Regions from separate parts of the Mus musculus genome. Here region 1 is linked to region 2. The links are chromatin contacts, called in public Hi-C maps. All regions are on one chromosome and are shown on one strand. The core of a region is the stretch at or near the end of the contact, and the rest is flanking DNA. Distances in the headings are between cores, read along the strand shown.

Region 1 (4,313 bases), core at 1,708-4,207, 130 kb before region 2:
TGTGTGTGTGTGTGTGTGATTCAGCCTAATTCCCATGATTCTGGATGTTCTCTCTCTCTCTCTCTCTCTCTCTCTCTGTGTGTGTGTGTGTGTGTGTTGCTTTGGTGTTTGCATGTGAATACTGTGCTGAAGTACGATTTTCCATTGTTTTACCTATGTGTATGTTTGTGAGTAAATACATCACACTTCACCATGCAGCAGTTAGAAGGCAACTTTAGGGGATTGGTTCTCTCCTACCATATAAGTCCTGGGGACTGATCTCAAATTATCAGGCTTGGTGGTGAGTGTCTTTATCCACTGAGCCATCTTGCTGGCACAATTATAATTATTTATTTACTAAGCATCGGGGTATGTAGCTCAGTGATGGAGCACTGGCATTCATAAAAGACCTGGGTTTGGTCACCAGCACAAGACACGGGATGCAAGAAAACACTAAATATGGGCAGAAATTAATTTCTTTTTAAATACATCTGTCGTGATACATTATTGGTAGAAAAAAAAGATTATTACCCCTATTGCATATGAACTTAAATAGATGTACTTCATAACCAGGCTTAAAATTATCTTTCTCTGACAGGAAATGACAACACATCCCACAATCTTCCACCCTGTGAAGTTGGAAGTCACATAGGCATGAATTGCAAATCCAACTCCTGTCTAACTGATCTTCCAGCACTGATGAAGCAGAATGAACATGGAAATACTTTTGAATTCTCAAAATCAAGTCTGGAGGCTTGATAATGTTATTCCTACTGCTACATCCTAGTTAAAAGATGTGATTTAGAGTTGTTTTTTTTTTAAATAAATCCCTAACAAACCTCTTTTTCTTTACTGCCTGCTTATGATGCCCCTTTAAGCAGCCACTTCACAAAGTCTGTAGGTTCCCATATTATTTAATTAGCACCTGCATTTGTTCGTGACAGCCTGCCTGTTTCCCTCTTACTGCAAAAGAGACATTGCTCAATTCCCAAAGTAAGTAATGAAGGGAGTGGGGAAGGGATGAGGCAGGGAGGAAGGGAGAATGGGAGACAGGGAGGAAGGGAGGCAGGGAGGGAAAAGTGGAGGGAAGGAGGGAGAGAAAGAGAGAACCCTCCTGTAGGGCACTAGTTGGGTGTGAGTGGTGCCTTAAGATTAGGGCACGCTGTAATGTTGTTCAGAGAGACATAGTTCTCAATTTATTCCCTGGACCAGGCTTCTACATAGTCCTTGCATGAAATAGGCGAGATACCTTTGTCTACCAAGCCCCCCCCCCCCAAAAAAAAGGTTCAAAAAGTGGTATAGGAAACATCTTGACTTTTCTTTAACCTCAGAGAAATAGTAGCTCGATCTCTAAATGTTTCTTAACACTGACCATATTCGGGGGTGGGGGGATCCAAAAATTACAAACCATTTACTAGTTGAAAATGGGCAAAAGAGGAGAAAAGTCCCTTGAAGTTTTCAATACAAAACGAAAGTGCTCTGGTGAAACTCTGGTAATGCCCTCTGGAGCTTTGAAAAACTGCCACCGAGCAGGCTTTGAAAACTTGAGCTGCAGCGCCTCCTCCAGGAGAAAGAGGGTACTTGCAGACTGGAAATCTTCTTACCAAGGGCAGAGGCTCTGGCAAAGCAAAGTAGGAGGAGCCAAAGAAAAAGCAGGTCCTCTGAGATCCTCGGGAGCCTCTGGGTGAGCTCAGATTAGTCACAGATAATTAGTGCCTTTTCACGTTCAGCACACTTTCTTCCAGATCTCTACAGAAATAGGCTGAGCTACTCTTTAGAGGGCACTTTATTTAAAAGCGAAACAGTTTCCAGCTTTGGAAGCAAGGGGAAGGGTGTAGGGACAGCAAAAGGAATGAACGCTTTCGCAGTGTTTGATTGTCTTAAGTGTCCCATCTAAAACACCTCACTGCCCTTAGGGTTCCACCGCTTACATTTGCATTCTGCTCAGAGTTATGGAATCTCAGGAGAGCATTAAGTGGAAACTGAGTCCAAGTGTGTACCAGAACATGTATCATCTAGTGGTTTCTCTCAGATGGCAAATTCTGTGTCAGGAAGCCTGTCCACACCATCTCGTGCAATCACAACTGACTGCTCTAATCACCCCCATACACTCCTTGCTGAGTCACACTCGGAACCTTGTTTCTTCATTTTCCGTGTGAGCAAATGTCCCTTCTCATATCCACACCCAACTACTCTGAGTTCTCGACATTTACTTCTTGTGTAGTCATGTATGGCACAATAGGTGCACACATACTTTAAAATTGTCCTGATTAAGCGTGGTTCCTAGTGCTAATATGCATCTTGAAGGAAAAAGCTAATCCAGTCAGGGTATATTCTACTTAGCCCATGTAGAAAATGATTAAGAAATGAAAATGGATTCTGAATAAATGGGATGTATGAACACTTGGCATTTAGTAAAAATGCTTGGCACATTTTTAGGAATTGTCTTTGGAACTAAAGGCCAGGCACCTTTTGTACTATTTGAGAGTCAGGCTAGAGCTAGGTCATAGGGGCTGGCCAAGAATTTCGTAGTCCCTGCTGTATCATGTCAGGGCGGGTTTTCCATGGTGTAAGGAAGTTATCACTGACCCTCCAACAGAAGGCTGCCAGTGACTTTCTGGCAACAGGGCATGCTTGCTTTCTGCTGTTTTTCAGCACTCAAGAGGAATTGTTGTGAGCTGCCTTGGTGCCACCTGCCTAGATGAAAGAGACTCTAATTTGTCAACTGCTTAATAGAAAATTCACTCAGTGGGAAGCCAATTGACCATCCCTGCCTGGGATTAAACCAGCTACCACCTCACCATCTGCATAAAGATATAAACCAGAGCATGTGGATTAATGAGTTCACAGGCAGGGGACACTGGCAAGGGAGCACAAAGGAAATCTGCAAGTCTTGATTTGTTCCTAGTGATGCCTTCTTCTCAAACCCCACAGCATGTGTGGGGAGTTGAAACGAGCAGCGTTGTCACGATGCAGCCAAGTCTGATTAGACAGCCCAGAATTCACTTTCCTGGTTTTCTGCGTGGGCTGCACACAGCGTGAGAGGGGGAATGAGAGAAAAGGCTTCATGGCTGGAAGACAGCTACACTTGAGAACAACACAGCCCTGCCTGACAAGCCTTCGCTCATCCTGGGAGCAAAGGTGGACTCTGCAGAGGCCTGGCTTTTCTCAGCAGCAGCTAGGTTGACCCTGACCAGGGCCCTCACCATGTCCTGTGGTCATAATCTTGTTCTACTCTGTCTCCTCTCCTTCCCTGCACTTCTTTTTCTTTCATTTACATTTTATAGTCATTAACCATTTCCTTTTCTTAAGACCTTTAAGGGACAGCAATTTCTTGTGTTCTCATACAATATTTCACATATTAAACTATGAGTCAGGCTACGTGCCCTGATCCCCTGTACCTGATCATCTCTGAACCCGGAGGGGGTGTCCTTCACAGTTACTAGCTGCTGACTGACTGAATGAATGGGTAAACATTCAAACAAAGAAACAAAGAAGCCAGCACATGAGAATAGTGGCTCAATACCCTCCTTGGTGGGATGGAAGTTTCTGCATTCTTGTAGCCTTTGCTTGTTTCACTCAGAGCTGGCACAGAAAAATATTTGAAAGGACTATGGTTGACTAAAAGGACATTTTTAAAAGGATGATGCAGCAGGTGGCCATGGTTCACAGGACTGGGTAAATAGTATTGCAGATGCTGGAGTGACTTACAAGCAGGGTGACTCTAGTGCAACCGAATAACCATTCTTAGCATTTACTGGGCTATAAATGAATAAGCCATCCCTTGTGGTTGACACAAGTGGTAAGGGAAATATGAATGTGGAACACAGAATGCTCCATCAGTCATTCCCAAGCATATAACAGATGGGACTGCTCAGGGTGGTGAAGAAATTATAATGGTGCTCTTGGTTACTTATATTTGCTACTAGTACGTACCATTGAGTTTAAAAGTTTGCAGAACTGCTGAGATAATTGTATAACCCAGGTAGATATATTAGATATATTCTAAATATCTAATTTGCTAATGGATAAAAATTTTATCTGACTGCCTTATTTCCACAAAGTTAATTATGGTAAAAAAAAAAAAAACTATACCTGTTAGGTAGTTAATTCCTATGCCTTTTTTCTTTAGCATTTTAATTTCTATAAAGTGCAGTGAAGAGACTGCTTGGATGTGACATTAATCTCTCAAGCAGAAAATTGGGTTTATTCTTTGCTAGCACTACTAACATTTAGGACTGGATAATTCTTTGTGTAGGGTGCTCTTCTGGAAATTATGGGATGTTTATCAATATCCTTGTCTTCTTGCTCACCCTGTACACCAATTTGTCTAG
Region 2 (4,672 bases), core at 1,134-3,633:
GTAAGTATCTAGCTAGCATTCACACCTCAGAAATTCTCAAAGGTTAACACAACACCAAGAAAATATAAAAAGTTATGAATTCACAGGGTACTTGAATGTAAACATTTATAGCATATTCACCTACATTAAAAAAATCCAAGTCATTTATAAAAACACATAAACACATGTATACAAACAGAGGTAAAACAGAGTCACTTCTGAAGCCAGAGACATATTACCAAGTAATTAAAACGTAAGGAAAACTCTGTGCCCTGCGCCTGTCACTGAACGGACGATGTGCCCCCCCCTTTTTTTTCTAACTCCAGTGCTTGCTCAACAGCTTTGGCATAGAATACAATACCCCATTATGCCACAAGATCAAGGTGTTTACAGATTAGTAGTTCCATTTGAGTGAACCAAGTAAAAAGTCAGGCTATATAACCAAAAAAGAGAAATTGTTAGCAGGACTATACGTAAATAAGGCCTCCAAGTTCACCTATTCTTGAGAATCAAGGATAAGTTTCCAACTAGCTTCACTGTAGACAACGCCTATGGCTTGTATACTAGAACAATTTTCTACGTTGCTTTACAGAAACTTGAAGGCGACTTTAGCTACAAAACCAAAACCACTCTTTTTCAAGAGCCTATGGATAGCTAATAGATTATGTGAATCCCGGCTTCATGGTACAGGTGTACACCTGTAATCAATCCTAGCACTCAGGAATTGGAGAAAAGAGGACAAGTTTCCTCTGCTATGTAGAGCTTTAAGTCCAGTCTGGGTTACAGACTTTGTTTTTAAAAAGAGAGAATGCCGTATGGCTAGAGGGTGTAGCTCAGAGTATCAAAGTCCTGGGTCCTTAGGTGGATCTGTACTTGGGGACACAGAGATGGGACTGCGTTTAAAATGATACAGCCTTGGGTCTGTTTCACAGAGCTTCTCATTTAATTGGTCCAGGCTCCAGAAACCAGGGGGACTTTAAAGGCCCCTGGTGAAGGTACTGTGCAACCAAGGCTGAGAACTACACTTTAGTTCACTAGACAGATGGTCAGTGCTCCAATTTTTAAAAGTTTCATCTAACCTATTTTATAGGCCAGTAGATCAACGGAAAACCTGCAAGGGCTGTTTCTCTCATCATGTTGTCCCCCTGGGACTGACTCAGGTAGTCAGGTTAGGCAGCAAGTGCCTTTACGTGTTGAGCCATTTTTCCAGGTCTAGAACTCCAATATGTAGCAATAGCCCAAACCTCAAGTCTTTTTTTTTTTTTTTTTTTTTTTTTTCCGAGACAGGGTTTCTCGGTATAGATCTGGCTGTCCTGGAACTCACTTTGTAGACCAGGCTGGCCTCGAACTCAGAAATCTGCCTGCCACTGCCTCCCGAGTGCTGGAATTAAAGGCGTGCGCCACTACGCCCGGCTCCTCAAGTCTTAGATGAAAGTTTTTGTTTTTTTTTTTTAATCAACAGCCAGGTATTTTTGATGCACAACTCTTAAGTGCAGGTTAACTCTGAGAGTTCAAGGCCAGCCTACTCTGTATAGTGAATGCCAGGCTTGGATTGCATAGTGAGACCCTGTCTTAAAATAAAGACCAGTTATATAGACAAATCTTACAAAACAAAATGTCGCGCGAAATAATCCAGATTTTAACAGTGTGGTTCTATTTACGCAGAATTCAACATTAAAAATAAATAAATTAATTAATAAATCAGAACGGGGCAGGGGACAGAAATACGTAGGAAGGGAAACTAGAAAGAAATTCTCTGGATAGAAATGCTACGTATGGGGCTGGTGAGATGGCTCAGCGATTAAGAGCACCAATTACTCTTCTGAAGGTCCTGAGTTCAAATCCCAGCAACTGCATGGTGGCTCACAACCATCTGTAATGAGATCTGACTCCCTCCTCCAGAGTGTCTGAAGACAGCTGTAGTGTTCTCACATATAATAAATAAATAAATCTTTAAAAAAAATAGAAAGAAAAGAAATGCTACGTATTTCGATTAAGATATAGACAGATATTTAGTTTTCAAAACACCGAAATGAACAAATGAGGCCTCCATTACGATATTGCCGTGCATAAAGACGTTAGAACGAGACGTGATTAATTTAAATGTGGGTATGTACTTCTGACAATCCCAAACTCCGGCTATATGAAAAGCACAACAAACCGGAGATGGAAATCAGTGAGAAGGAAGGGCAGAGCGCAGAGAGGGTCAAGCCTCATGAGTCACAAGCACGCTGCCGGACGGACGACCCGAGCTTCGAGCATTCCGGAGCCCGAGCGTCCCAGGAAAAGAAGCCCGCGCGCTTTTTCCGGCATATGCACCAAAAAAAAAAAAAAAACAAAACAAAACAAAAAAAAAAAAAAAAAAAAAAAAACGGCTGAGTGTCCTCACCGGAAGGGTCCGGAGGGAAATGTTGCCACCGGAGCAAAGAACCCGGTAGCACTTTAGTTCCTGCGCGGATGCTGGAGCTGGAAGGCTCCGGGCGGGCGCACGGCTGACTGGGGCTCGCAGAAGCAGGCCGCCGGGGCCCGCCGTCCATCCGTCGCTACGATGATTCCGGTGTCGCTGCTGGTGGTGGTGGTGGGTGGTTGGACTGCCGTCTACCTGGCCGACTTGGTGTTGAAGGTGAGGGCCTCAGGCCTCAGGCCCCAGCCGGCGGAGTCCAGGGCTGGTGCGCATGGTCCTGTGTCGCCCAAGGCCTTTTCTCTTCCCCTTCGGAGTCTCCGCGCCGGGCCGGGAGCCGCTCCGAGCGCCCGCCGCGTCTGCGTGCGCTCTCCCGCGTGGCGCATCCGTCCGACCGAGTAAAGAAAGTAGGGCAGGCAGGCTGCGGGAGGGGAGGGGTGTGGCGGCCACCGCATTGCGGGCGCCGCCGGGTCCCTGCGGCTTTTGGGCTCCTTCCCGGGAGGAGTCTGGCGGGCTTGGGAGGCACGGCTCGAAGGAGGAAAAGAAACGAAAACTTCCGCTTAAGAAAATGCTTTGTGGTTCTTCTTTGTGCTAAGGTTAGGACCCGTGAGACGCTGCTAGTGTTGTGATAAACCGAAATCAGATTGTGACTTAAATCACTGGCGTCAAACTCGAAAGTACACAGGAGCATCGGTGGTTCTAGTTTAAATTTAGATTCTGATTTCGTCAGATCTGGGAGGAAAGCTAAGATTGTGTATTTCCAGCCAGTTTCTCTGGCCCACGGACGGACAGTGCTGACCCACAGGCGGTGCTTTAAAGTAGCAAGAATTTACATAGCCACATTTTCTGTTATTCAAATTCTATTTACACCCTACACTCCCTTTTTCACAGTGACCACACACACTCTGAGCACACAGTGCTTTTTTTTTTTTTGAGTGTTGTGGGTGCTGGAATCGTAAGAAGAAATTTCAAGAGTTTGTCTGAGCACGTGTTTCAGACATCCTTGGAATGGAGTGGGGGTGGGGAATACGAGCTTAGAAATTCCCAAGGGTTTGGAAATCACAATCATAAATAGTAAAACCTTCATGTTTGTGTTCTTTTAAACAAAATAACCTCGTGACACTTCGTCTTAGGAAACAATAAAATCAAATGGCACCTGTGCTTCTTTGTCATATTTAAACGTTGGTATGCCAGGCTATGAAGAGCGAGCTTAAGAGAGCTAGGCTCTGCCACTTTCTAACCTCTGTGACCTTAGGCAGATCGTTACTTGTGCCTCCATTTCTTGTCTTTAAATTGGGAAAGCAACTGAAAGGATCACCTGAACTTATGGAGAGGATTATATTATGCGTCCAGATAATATACTGTATCGGAGGTCCAAGGACCAACAACACTTGGATGATCTGGGCCCTTGTTAGAATGGCAGACTCTCAGGTGTCACCTCTGCCCTGTAAAATCACAGTCTGAAGCTTAACAAGGTTCCCCTGATCATTTCTCTGCACATTTGCTTGAGAATCACTAGTGCAGTGGACTTGGTTTTAGTGCTTAGCAGCACAGGCCACAGTGATTTGGTGATGGGGCTCAAGAGAAAAAGCGCATGATTTCTTCATGTTTCATATGTTAAAAAAAGAATCCCAGATAAATAGAACTCATCAAACTCATACAGTCGGTCGCAGGTCAAGTGAGTGAGGAGGATGTGGTTTTAATTTCTGGGGCATCCCCTGTGTTCATAAAAGCACCAGCTCCTGAGGCGTGGTACTGATTCGGTATCTGCCTAGGAATGGGAAGCAGCCTTGCCTGAACAAATGGATATGGCTGTTTTGTCTGCTTCTCTGTACATGTACACTGCATGCATTCAGTGCCCTCAGGGGTCAGAAGAAGTATTCCCTGGCACTGGAGTTACAAATGCTTCCTTAGCCACCATGTGAGTGCTGGGATTTGAACCTGGTCCTCTGAAAGAAAAGCCACTGTTTTTACTGGCTGAGCCTTCTTGCCAGTGCCTGAGAGCTTGGCTTTTCTGAACTTTTCCCTTCTCTTGATCCTGCTGTCTTACCCTTGGTTTTTGTAGCCCAGTAAACCTCTGCTGCACAGGTGTGCCAGTCGTCTTTTCAAGTCATAGAAAACAGGCAGGCTTAAAAAAATGCCATCAGAAGACAGTAGAGACAATTACAGATACTGGCATTCAAACTGTGGCCATTTCTTTATGATGGTAAAAGACCTGAAATAGCCTTTTAGGACGAATGCGCTTTTCCATACAGATGGCCAGCAGTTAGGACAGTATTTCAGTGCTTTCTG

Evidence for each region. A called contact is a pair of places that touch in the nucleus more often than the background predicts.
Region 1: a Hi-C map of forebrain shows a contact between it and region 2, with 4 times the contacts expected there. The contact joins the enhancer-like site here to the promoter of Mbtps2 in region 2. A contact is called at or near these places in 2 of 484 Hi-C or Micro-C datasets (cerebral cortex and forebrain) and 2 of 9 other capture datasets (adipose tissue and pancreatic islet).

Annotation. Positions count from the first base shown.
Region 1 is chrX:157,729,380-157,733,692 of GRCm38.p6, reverse strand. All of the region lies in intron 4 of Smpx (small muscle protein, X-linked), which reads right to left. Among named protein-coding and RNA genes, the nearest start is that of Gm15169, 28 kb to the left of the region's middle. Within about 2 kb of position 2,957, at least 17 of the 459 cell types and tissues checked have an H3K27ac peak or open chromatin away from gene starts, as enhancers often do. A contact at or near this core is called in cerebral cortex and forebrain, where this site is marked.
Region 2 is chrX:157,596,426-157,601,097 of GRCm38.p6, reverse strand. It overlaps Mbtps2 (membrane-bound transcription factor peptidase, site 2), which reads left to right and starts at 2,383. Exons shown (of 11, transcript NM_172307.3): 1 at 2,383-2,602. The coding sequence starts at 2,528.